Regions from separate parts of the Oryza sativa genome. Here region 1 is linked to region 2. A link is a contact called in public ChIA-PET data. All regions are on one chromosome and are shown on one strand. Each heading gives the region's core, a stretch centred on a gene start, on an enhancer-like site or on the middle of the called end of the contact. The rest is flanking DNA. Distances are from core to core; before and after follow the strand shown. Region 1 holds the start of KIN4A (kinesin-like protein KIN-4A). Region 2 has its middle 19 kb from the start of LOC136351745.

Region 1 (5,440 bases), core at 638-3,137, 66 kb before region 2:
TTGTAGCCCTGGAAGAGGCCGTCGACGAGCGGCGCCACGCACTCCTCGAACATGGCCGCCGACGGCGTGCCGGAGCTGCCGTACACATGGTCGAAGGTGAAGGAATGGCTCCCGATCTGAACCTGCAACAACAAAACCCATCAGCAACAACAAAACAAAGAAAGATATGCCCTTTTTTTTCACCCCCATCATCACCACCGCCACCACCGGTAAAAAGATTGATTTGGGAGAATGAAAGAAAGTAACTTTTCATCATCTCCCAAAGAAATGAAATTGGTGGGGAACCCAAGAAAGATCAACAAACAACAGTCTTATGGAGAGCAAACCATCTTACCAAAAGAATATGATACCTAAGCCAGATCTCATCATTCGAGTTTGTGTAATGGAGGATTAGATTAATTAAGGAACCTAATTAATCTTGCTGCGTTTTGTCTGAGAAAATGACTTAATAAATCTTGATGGAAGAAAGAAAAGGAAGGGAAGGGAAGAATCCAACAAGGATGAGTGTTGGATGGACAAAACTGGAGAAAGAAAACCTGGGTGATAATTGCGTGATGCTGACAGAATTCCAGCCCCAGATAAAAGAAAGGGTATAGCATTAGCGTCATCAACATTGGACGCAACTTCACACCAAAAAATGAGGAACATTTGGCGCTGCCGACAGTGAAAAAAATATATACAATTTTATTCTGAAGAAGAAAAAAGGAGAAGGAAGACTCTAGAGCCTCATTTAATGATGATCAAAAGGAAAAGAAAACAAAACTAAGAGAAAGGGAAAGCGAACAGATGGGCATCTCTATCATTTCATAGGGAGCTAAAACAAGGAAGCAAGCTAGATTCTCCATGAATTTTGACAAGTTTTTTTTTCTGAATTAGAGGACCAAAATTGGGGGAAACAACAAGTCCTCTTCTGAGCTCCTCTGTTCTTGTACTCAACAGAGAAAAACAGAGTCAGAGATTTTTCTTTCTTGACTTGGACAAAATATGTCTCCAATCTCTGAATTTAATTAAAAATTTCAGGTAATCTTAAAAGAACAATGCAGAGAACTTATCATATTGTTTGGATTTTCCCAGGAAATCACGTCCCCCCCAAAAAAAATAAAATAAAAGAGAAATCCAGAAACAATTGACAGGATGAGAGTCAATCTAGTCTCTCTGAATTGGGACGTATAAACAAGAAAAAAGAAGCCAAATGAGTGAGTGATAAAAAGAGAAGAGAAGGAATACCTGCGGCTTGCCGGAGACGACGGAGACGCAGTCCTTACAGCCCTGAAGCTTCTCGTCGCCGATGAGCGGGCGGACATGGACGGCCACCTTGACGCAGCAATCCTCGCCGTGCTCCATCGTCATCTTCGCCACCGACCATACAACAGCCGATGCAGCACAGAATGCGAGGCGGAGCCAATAAGGAGGATTCTGATGAAGATGAGTGAAGCAAGGATTAAAGAGGAGCCCTCTTCCTCCTCCTCCTCCTGCTGCTGCTACTGCTACTGATGCTGCCACTTCATCATGGTTTCTTGGGTTGTACTGCAATCTCGCCGTGCAGTTGCAGTTGCAGGTGGAGTTGGGATTCAGACGGATGGATGGAGATTTTGGTGAGGTGCGGTGAAGAAACTTCTCTCACCCGCAATTCTGTAACAACTTCCACCACCACCAACACACTTGTTGAATCCTCCTCGATCTAACAGCAACAGCACCAGCACCAGCAGTTGCAGCTACAAATGCTGCTCTTGATCTTTGGATCTTGCTGGCTTCTTGGGCTCTTCTTAGGAGGAGGATGGAGCGAAGGATCCGGAGATGTTTGGTGGTGGGTGGAGAAATGGAAATGGAGGAGAAGAAGAGGAAGAAGAAGAAGGAAGAGGAGGAAGAAGAGTGTGTAGGTGGGGTGTGTCTTAGTTAATCTCCTTGTCCCTTTTCTTTCTTTCTTTCTTTCTTTCTTTTTCTGCTTTTGGTGAGTGAGTGGAGTGCTTACTGCTTATACTGCTGCATTTCTTACCTTACCACCACTGCCCCTGCAACAAGGACATGGCATCTTCTTGGTTGTTAGCTACTCCTACTACTAGAGTAGCAGCATTCCCCCCCCCCCCCCTCTCTCTCTCTCTCTCTCTCTCTCTCACTCATGTTCTTTCTTTCACCTCCCATTAACTAACTAGTCCCTGCGACAGTATGTGTGCACCTGGTAAATCCTAATCACCTGATTAAAAGTGGGTTTACTACTACCAAATTATGGATAGGTACATATTGAACTCTTGGTTGGGATTTTGAGTTTTCAAGGGGAAAAAAGTCTGAAGGTAAATGCAGTGACAATATCCATGCTCATCAAGGCAATTCTAATCACCTGATTAAAGGTGGGGTTTAATACCAGATTATGGATAAGTACAAATCAATCTCTTGGTTGGAATTTTGAGTTTTCAAATAACAAATAATCTGCTGCTACTAAATGCAGCATGATAAAATCGCTGCTAAAATATCTCTCCTTTCATCCAAAGCCTTTATTGCAGCTTTACAAAAAATTTCAAGGCTGTTCAATGTAGTTAACAGAGATTTTTCCTCTTTTTCCCTTTAACATCGCTTTTTAAGTATTTTCCTTGATAAGGTGAAAGTGAAGGGTAAATTGCACTAGTGTACTAGTGCTAGAATCGCTAGAACAACTACAGTTAGAGTTAGGCTCAGCAGCATCTGATGATTCATTCACTGGGAGTGGATTGATTATTTTTTTCTATTTAGCTTACTGTTCATTTTCTTGGGTTCAGGGCCAGCCAGGAAACTGAACTGACTGCTACTGAAAGAAAGATGGACAAACACAAGATAAAACTAGGGGAAAATTAATAGGAGAAGACAAGCTACTACTATTACTAGTGCCACATTGTGTCAATTTTATACTAGTATAAGAATAATCACACTGTGTAGCAACAACAACAACAACATGGAGTAAAAACAATTAGCACTACCTGACAATTAATACTCTCAACAGCGTGTCAAGATCATTGCTCACATGTGTTTCCAATAGGAAAAAAGAAATCCGTTGAACATCTCTTACCAAAAATCTGTTGTCGACAACTGACTGAAATACAGTACTAGTACTGATACTCAAGTATACTTTCGGTAGTTCCAAAATTGCGAGTCATCATGTGTTTGCCTACCTTGTCAAATGTCACAGAATTAAACATGGATCCACAGACCAAATTAATGAGTTCTTTCTTTTTATTGACTGAGGGTGCGTTCTAGCCTGAGTTTGGCTTTTCCAACTTCCTCGTTTACCTTAAACGGTGTTTTTTTAAAAAAAAAGTTATATAGAAATTTATTTAAAAAACAAATAAAATCATTTTTCATATTTTTAATACTTAATACTAAATTAATCTTTTGCATGTTGACAATTTCTTTAGCAGAAAAGCTGAGTCAAATGGAGAATCGTCCTATGGCATGAAAATTTTTTTTTTCACGCATTCGCTCACCTCGCCCCACAACATAACTGAAGTAAAGAAGAGAAATTGCTGTGACCACTGTAGTTGGAAAGCATGGAGTGACTGAAGATGGTCACTCATGGCCATTCATGAGGGATGTGTAAAATTTTGGTTGCAAGATGGGGGATAGACATTGGATCCGGACCACTATTGTTGACCCAAAATGAAGTAACCAGCTTCAATGCAATGCAAAGAAGACCCCAATTAACATGCAGACGTCATAGGGCAGCTGAAACAATAACTTGGAAGCTAAGGTGTCAATTCGGTTGTCTATTGGCATATGGGGGATGTCAGTGGATGCGTACATATGGGGAGGTTAAAAAGATTTGGTCCAGAATTACATGGCTAGTGAGCTGATGTTAACTCGTTACCTCCACTAACAGTGACTTAATGCATTGTTTATGCAAAGCTGGTGATGCCCCTCTCACAAACCCATTATCATATTGTTTGTGAAAAGAGCTTTCTTTCTTGTCAACAAATGGATGGTAGTTAGCCAATCTCATGTGGCTTCAAGAGCAATTTATTTTCTTTCTTTCTCTGCATTCTTATTTTATTTTCTTGTTTACACATCTTCTTCTTTTTTCCCTTTTTGCTGCTAAATTATTCAAGGGCAGAATTGTTGGTGAGATCTTGCAGTAAGGGCTAATTAACTATTGCTGACCTCACTGTTTCTTTCACCTTTTTCCCCCTTGCTACTTTGCACTTTTTTACATAAAATTTTTAATGAACCTAGTCACAACCATTACTTGGCATATGAATGTGGCTTGGGGACCACAGGTTTGTGCATTTATCAATTGTCCAACTAGGCACATGTGGACACAGGAAATTTCTCGGATCATAATTTCATAAGGTTATATGTAGTCTATGGTTTACATGTTACACGACCCACTTTTTCTGCTCAACTTAATTTATATATTCCTATAATATATATTTCTCTTTTGGGTGTTGGTTTTTTCTGCCAATATAATGCATCACATTAGTTTTGGTGGAACCCGTTTTCTTTCTTAGACGATACCAATACGAAAAACATATATACTTTCTCAAAGCTAGTCCACACACAAATTTACACACAGAATGCAACTATCGAATTAACAAAGTATTTTTAGTGTACCCAGTTTTATTATTTTAATATATATACTAATATAAAAAAGTCTCACTCTCTTCTCTAAGTTCACTCACCAATTTACACACAAAACACTATGTTCTGTCCTATTGAATACATCCAACGGCCACATTTCTTCTCATGTCCTGCATTTCAAGTATTGATAACCATTATTACATCACTTCAATGTAATCTATTCCATCTTCTAATGAAAAGAGTAAATTAGAGTCATCAAATTGAAATCAAAACAAAAATTAGGTATTCCTCTCCTAGCCATCGCCATCACCTCTAAGCTCCTTATACAACTCATTGTTTTGCATGGCTACATACAGTTCCTTGGTTGTGTATTACAAAATGTTATTTTTTTTAATTCTAAGCCCCCTTCAGGGTGGAGGATAAGCAAAAGATTTTTGGAGGATTTTTTTCCATAAAGACCTCTTTGGTTCATAGAAAAAGATTAAAAAAAATCATAAGATTGCCCTCCTACGTACTGTCCAATTCCATAGGAAAATATGGGAATTTTTCCTATTTTAAAAACCTTTTAAATTTTAAATTTTAAAAATAAAATCTTCTGAAACTTATTTCTAAAATTTGAACCTTTTTTGTCATGTCACCCCGCTTGCGAAACAACACTACCACACCATCTACAATGGGCGTGGCAGCTTTGTTTTACCATGCCATCCAGCTAGAGTGGTAAAATAACATTGCCACGCAAGCCAGAGCGGCGTGGCCAAATAACAATGCTACTGTCAGCCAGGCTGTCATAGCAGCATTGTTTTTCCACATCAGTTTGACTAGCGTGGCCAAAAGGTTCAGATTTAAAAATAAGTTTAGGGAGAGTTTATCTTTAAAATAAAAAAAAGGTTAAAATTAA
Region 2 (5,278 bases), core at 526-3,025:
TTAAATTTATAATGACAACAAGTAACATATCCTATCTTTATCTTTAGATTTATAAATATGCTTAAAGTATCAGCACAATTTACCACCATGTATAAATTCTACATTTTGGAGACTATATTAACTCCCTAAATTATAAGTAAAAGAACATAGGAGTACATGTTTTCTCTTTGATTTCTATTAAATATGTATGGTATGTAGGTATTTTATACTAACTTTGGTTAATTATTGAACACAAATCATACTAAACTTATATTAGTGCCCGAACTAATAAGAGAATAGTAGTGCATATCATGTCATTTCCTATGTGATTTCTATTAAATATGCATGGTATGTCATATATCCTAAAATACATAATGACGAGTATAGTAGAGCAGAAAAAATTTTAGCAACTCCAAAAACAAGATATGGTAAATATTCAAAAAAATAAAAACACACGCACCATAAAAACCATAGTTCCATAGGAGCCAACACCATTGCTGTGCTATCATATTTTTTCTCATGAATTCAAGATTGTATGGTTTTAAGTAATTTTAGTTTAGAATTTATATGTTGCAAGAGTAATCAAAAGAAATCCATAGCCAACATTCAGAGTAATCCCATACAAATTATTGGCCAAAATAGACTTAGAATAGAGTTATTGAATATTTCAAGAAAAATCCACCTACATAGAATCATTATTTTAAGTTAAAACAAGTGCCCATGCATATTGGAGCCACAATCGCATGTGCGTGGGCTACCTTCCTAGTTTAGAAAATACTCCCTATGTCCCCTAATATAAGAGATTTTGACATTTTGCATGCACTGTTTGACCACTTGTCTTATTTAAAAAATTTGTACAAATATAAAAAACGAAAAGTTGTACTTAAAGTACTTTGGATAATAAAGTAAGTCACAAATAAAATAAATAATAATTTCAATTTTTTTAATAAGACAAATGATCCAACAGTGTCAGCAAAATGTCAAAATCCCTTATATTATGGGACGGAGAGTAAGTGGTATACCAAAATAAATTTCCTTGCTATATAACAATTTCAAACACTAGAATAATTTTGATTGCTATCATAATTTCAAATTAATTTGTAATATATCAAAATTTCAAACTAATTTGCAAAATTGATTAGTACTCATTCATATATATATAGACACTACTCGTACGTAGAAGAATGATGCTCATATATCTACTACATTAAAACTACACTACATTAAAAATGAAATCGTCCTCCTTTCTTCTAGCACATTTCTTATTATTTGGATCTAGTTAGCAAGGTTTACCAAACTATTTTAATTAGGGTTATCATCACTTCATGTTTAACGATAATCACGAGGTATACAATAGTTTCAAACACTGAGAAAATTACCGTTCATAAGCTGTGTTCAGTTTCTAAAATTAGGAAAAAGTTTAGGAAAAATTGGTAGTTTGAAAAAAAGTTAAAAAAAGTTGAGAATTTATGTGTGTAGAAAAGTTTTGGATGTGATATGATGTGATGTGATGGAAAGTTGAAAGTTGAGAGAAAGTTTGGTGTGAACTAAATAGGGTCCTAATAATCTACGGCCGGCGTGTTAGTAGTATAGAAGAACAACGTGGTACGTGTCACTGACCGTCATCAAGCGACAAAAGTGAAGTGCAGAGTACGTTGCTTCTGAAACTAGATCAATGATTAAAAAAAGCTGAATTATTAATGTATAGGAAAGGGACTGCAGAACACCTTTGAAGTCACAGGGCTACTGTTTGTACGGCAAGAACCAGGACCCTTTTTGTTAAGGCACAACCATCAAAATTTGGCTTGTGAGCCTGCCACATTACCATTATGGGCCGGGAATTAACATGGCACCACAATAGTACAGCCCATACTGAGATTTCAGTCTTTGCTACTGTTGCCATTAATTGGTGGCCTTCATGTGGAGACTGCAGAGGACAATATACATTAGCTCCCTCTCAGCTCAAACTTTTTTTATATATTTGTTTGATTTATATACATGGAGTAAATTTCACGAGACCTTTTATAATATGTAGTTTTACAATCAAATTGATACTTAAACATATAGTTTTGATACTACCTACATCTTAGAATATAACATTTTTTTAGAGTTAAACATTCTATTAAAAAAAGGAAAAAAAATTGGGAAATACCATCGCAAAGATACGTGAGTTGCAAAATACCATCGTACGTGAGAATGACATGTGGGGCCTAGACCCACATGTCAATGACACATACGATGGTATTTTCCAACTCCGTGATTTTTGTGATGGTACTAGGTAAATTGGCCCTTAAAAAAGTAAGTGGAATTAAATATGTAAAGGCTGTGCTAGGTTACGAGTAGAAAATTGATGGGGGAATTTGAACTGTAAAAGAATTATGATTGATTAAAAAGGGAATATGTATACGGAGAAATTATTATATTTTCAGACTGAGTGAATAGTAAAAATCATGATAGCAAGTTGACTACACTACCACACTTTAACGCTTCCCGATCGATATAAAACAAAAGATGACAGAGTTAAGTTAAGATATGTTGCAAACTTCATCGGAATAACAAGTATTCCCTCCGTCCAACAATATAAGGGATTTTGAGTTTTTAATTGCAACGTTTGACCACTCGTCTTATTCAAATTTTTTTACAAATATAAAAAACAAAAAGTTGTGCTTAAAGTACTGTAGATAATAAAATAAGTCACAAATAAAATAAATAATAATTTCAAAAAATTTTGAATAAGACGAGTGGTTAAATATTGCAAGAAAAACTCAAAATCCCTTATATTATGGGACGGAGGGAGTAGCACGTTTTTTTAGTTTGATTAGCTTATACATGTGGGCTGGAACCTACTCCTTCGGTCTCATAATAAATAAACATTGTATTATATAGGAGTCTATTGTAACTCACTGTACTGGACTACACTATATTTGTTTATTTTCTAATTTACAGTACTGCAATACACTATATTTGTTTATTTTATTTGGAACGAAGGGAGTAGCATCATATCAAGCGCCAATGAATAATGTAGGTGTCGGATCCTACATAATATCACACAGTGCAACTGCATTTTCTTCTCATGTCCTATCTAGTGATGAGGTTTTTAATTACTTCATGCGGCAGGCCACCAAACTGCCTCTGCACTTGTACTACAGCCAATTACTACACTCTTTTGCCAGCAATTCATAGTAGTATGAAATAATTATTTGCTTGTGATTTATATTAATTGGTTCCTGTGAAATTTTCCGATCCAAATGAGTATTAATTATTATATATGATTAAAGTGTAATTTTGGGAGCAAATAAGATTCGCTAAAATTATAGTTAAGATAACATTAATTATTCAGATAAATATAGACTAAGCCATATCTGTGATTAAGATGTAGAGCCTCATCGGTTTGTCCATATATATCCCCTAATAAACCAAAACGATTTATTAGGGAATAAAAAATAATTTATAGTTAAACTTTTATATTTATTCATAGCGACTTAAAAGCCAACGCTAAAAAGAAATTTTGTTGAAAATATCTTAAAATAAACTTTAAAATTAAGTCCAAAAATTGAAATTTTGGCTTTTGCTTTGGCATATTAATTAGGCCAACTGATGGGGCTCGTAGATTCAACATCGGTTTTCGTTAGCTCGTTTTTCAAGCGGTTAAATGGTATGTTTCATGCGAAAACCTTTTATATAAAAATTACTCTAAAGTATTAGAAAATTTTGATTTTAAGTTTATAATAATTAGAACTTAATTAATCATATGTGAATAACTTTCTTTGTTTTTTTTATCCTAACTATATCTTCTAGTAGAAACGAACACCATCTCAATTGATCAGCCAGCCGTTGAGGTGTCTGAAGAAAAAGGAACAAGCTAGCTAGCTACAAACAAATTTAGCAGCTGCAGACACAAATGGAAGATGCTGCATGATATATGCATTCAGCTACACAGTTGTGGCGCCAAAGAAACGGCTAGTCGATTCATCAGTAATGTCAATCAAATGTGTCAAGCAAGCATGCATGTGGGCACAGGGAATTGCAGTGGCGATATGATGGCCCAACTAAAAACAGAACGACGCTGCTGAATTTGCATTAACAGATGGTAAGCTGCCTCATTAGTTGATTAGCTATCTAATTAGTTACATCGTCGTCAATTAGTTGCACATCAACTCGTAGAAATCTTCTCACCTAATCCATGCAATCTAATTAGCCTGTAAATTAACGGCACACCACTCAAATTTTTTTAAAAAATATACTTTTTTCATTGGATTTACGTAAAAATACACGTTTAGAAAAAAAATTGTAGAAGTATACCATTACAGAACGAAAGTGTGAAATCATGTGTTACCATGCAACTTCGCGCGGCGAGTGCACGACTTCGCGCAGTGAGGGCACGAGACTGCTCAGTCTTTGCACGACGAGTGTGTGAGACCGCGACTTCGCATCCCTAACTAAAGCGCTCGCAAGAGTAATAGATTAATTAGCATTATTAGCAATTAATTAATTACTGTTATTTCTTTAATTATTCAGGAGACCATGAATTTTTTTTATTTTTAAGACTTTTTATGTTTTAATTTTATTAATAGACCATTAAAAAAATATTTTCAAATCTAAACCTTTTGGCGTGGCCAAATAACTCTGTCACGCCGCATGCAGCGGGCATGACAGTTTTGTCCTGCCACGCCAGCGAGAGCGGCGTGGCCAAATAACGCTATCATGCCAGCGATGCCGCCGTGGCCAAATAACGTCGTCACGCCAGCGAGTGCGGCGTGATGGCCAAAAGTTTCAGATCTTGAAAATAAATTTTAGATGGGTTTATTTTTAAAATTAAAATTAAAAGGTTCAAAAAATAAAATAAAAAAATTTGAGACCATGTTGTTGGTTGGCCAAGCAGATTGTGTGGTCTCTCGCCCAGGCTTCGGGAGACCGCGGTGGGTCCCGCGATCTCACGGCATGGCCACCGGTATCGTCACGCCGGTATCATTTTTACACAATGGTTAAGTAATATCGTGTCTTTTTCACACTCCCACTTTATGATGATGGTATATTTATGTTAAAAATAGTTGCATCCTGGATATTTCTGAGGAAAATAAATGAAAAGTGTATTTTCAAATTTAAATCCATACCACTCACTACAAGAATCCGTTTGGTTGCCAAGATATATTTTCTTGGTGGTTTTCAGACTACCCTTAGCGGTTGTTGGCTGCCAAAAAAAATTACAGATTCTTGTAGTGACTCCACGTCACCACGTGCGTACATCCTTAATTACCATCTATCGATACTTCCACATAGCTAGAGAGGGAGCATGCTA

The links. ChIA-PET counts read pairs in DNA pulled down with a chosen protein or histone mark.
Region 1: an H3K4me3 ChIA-PET map of leaf shows a contact between it and region 2, with 7 times the contacts expected there. The contact joins the promoter of KIN4A here to the enhancer-like site in region 2. A contact is called at or near these places in 5 of 15 Hi-C or Micro-C datasets (leaf, leaf mesophyll and an unstated tissue) and 3 of 4 datasets of contacts at active chromatin or transcription factors (leaf and seedling).

The regions. Positions count from the first base shown.
Region 1 is chr9:5,174,487-5,179,926 of ASM3414082v1, reverse strand. KIN4A (kinesin-like protein KIN-4A) reads right to left here and starts at 1,887. Exons shown (of 25, transcript NR_175402.1): 1 at 1,228-1,887; 2 at 1-122.
Region 2 is chr9:5,108,433-5,113,710 of ASM3414082v1, reverse strand. No RefSeq gene overlaps it. Among protein-coding and RNA genes, the nearest start is that of LOC136351745, 19 kb to the left of the region's middle. Within about 2 kb of position 1,775, at least 14 of the 15 cell types and tissues checked have open chromatin away from gene starts, as enhancers often do. A contact at or near this core is called in leaf and seedling, where this site is marked.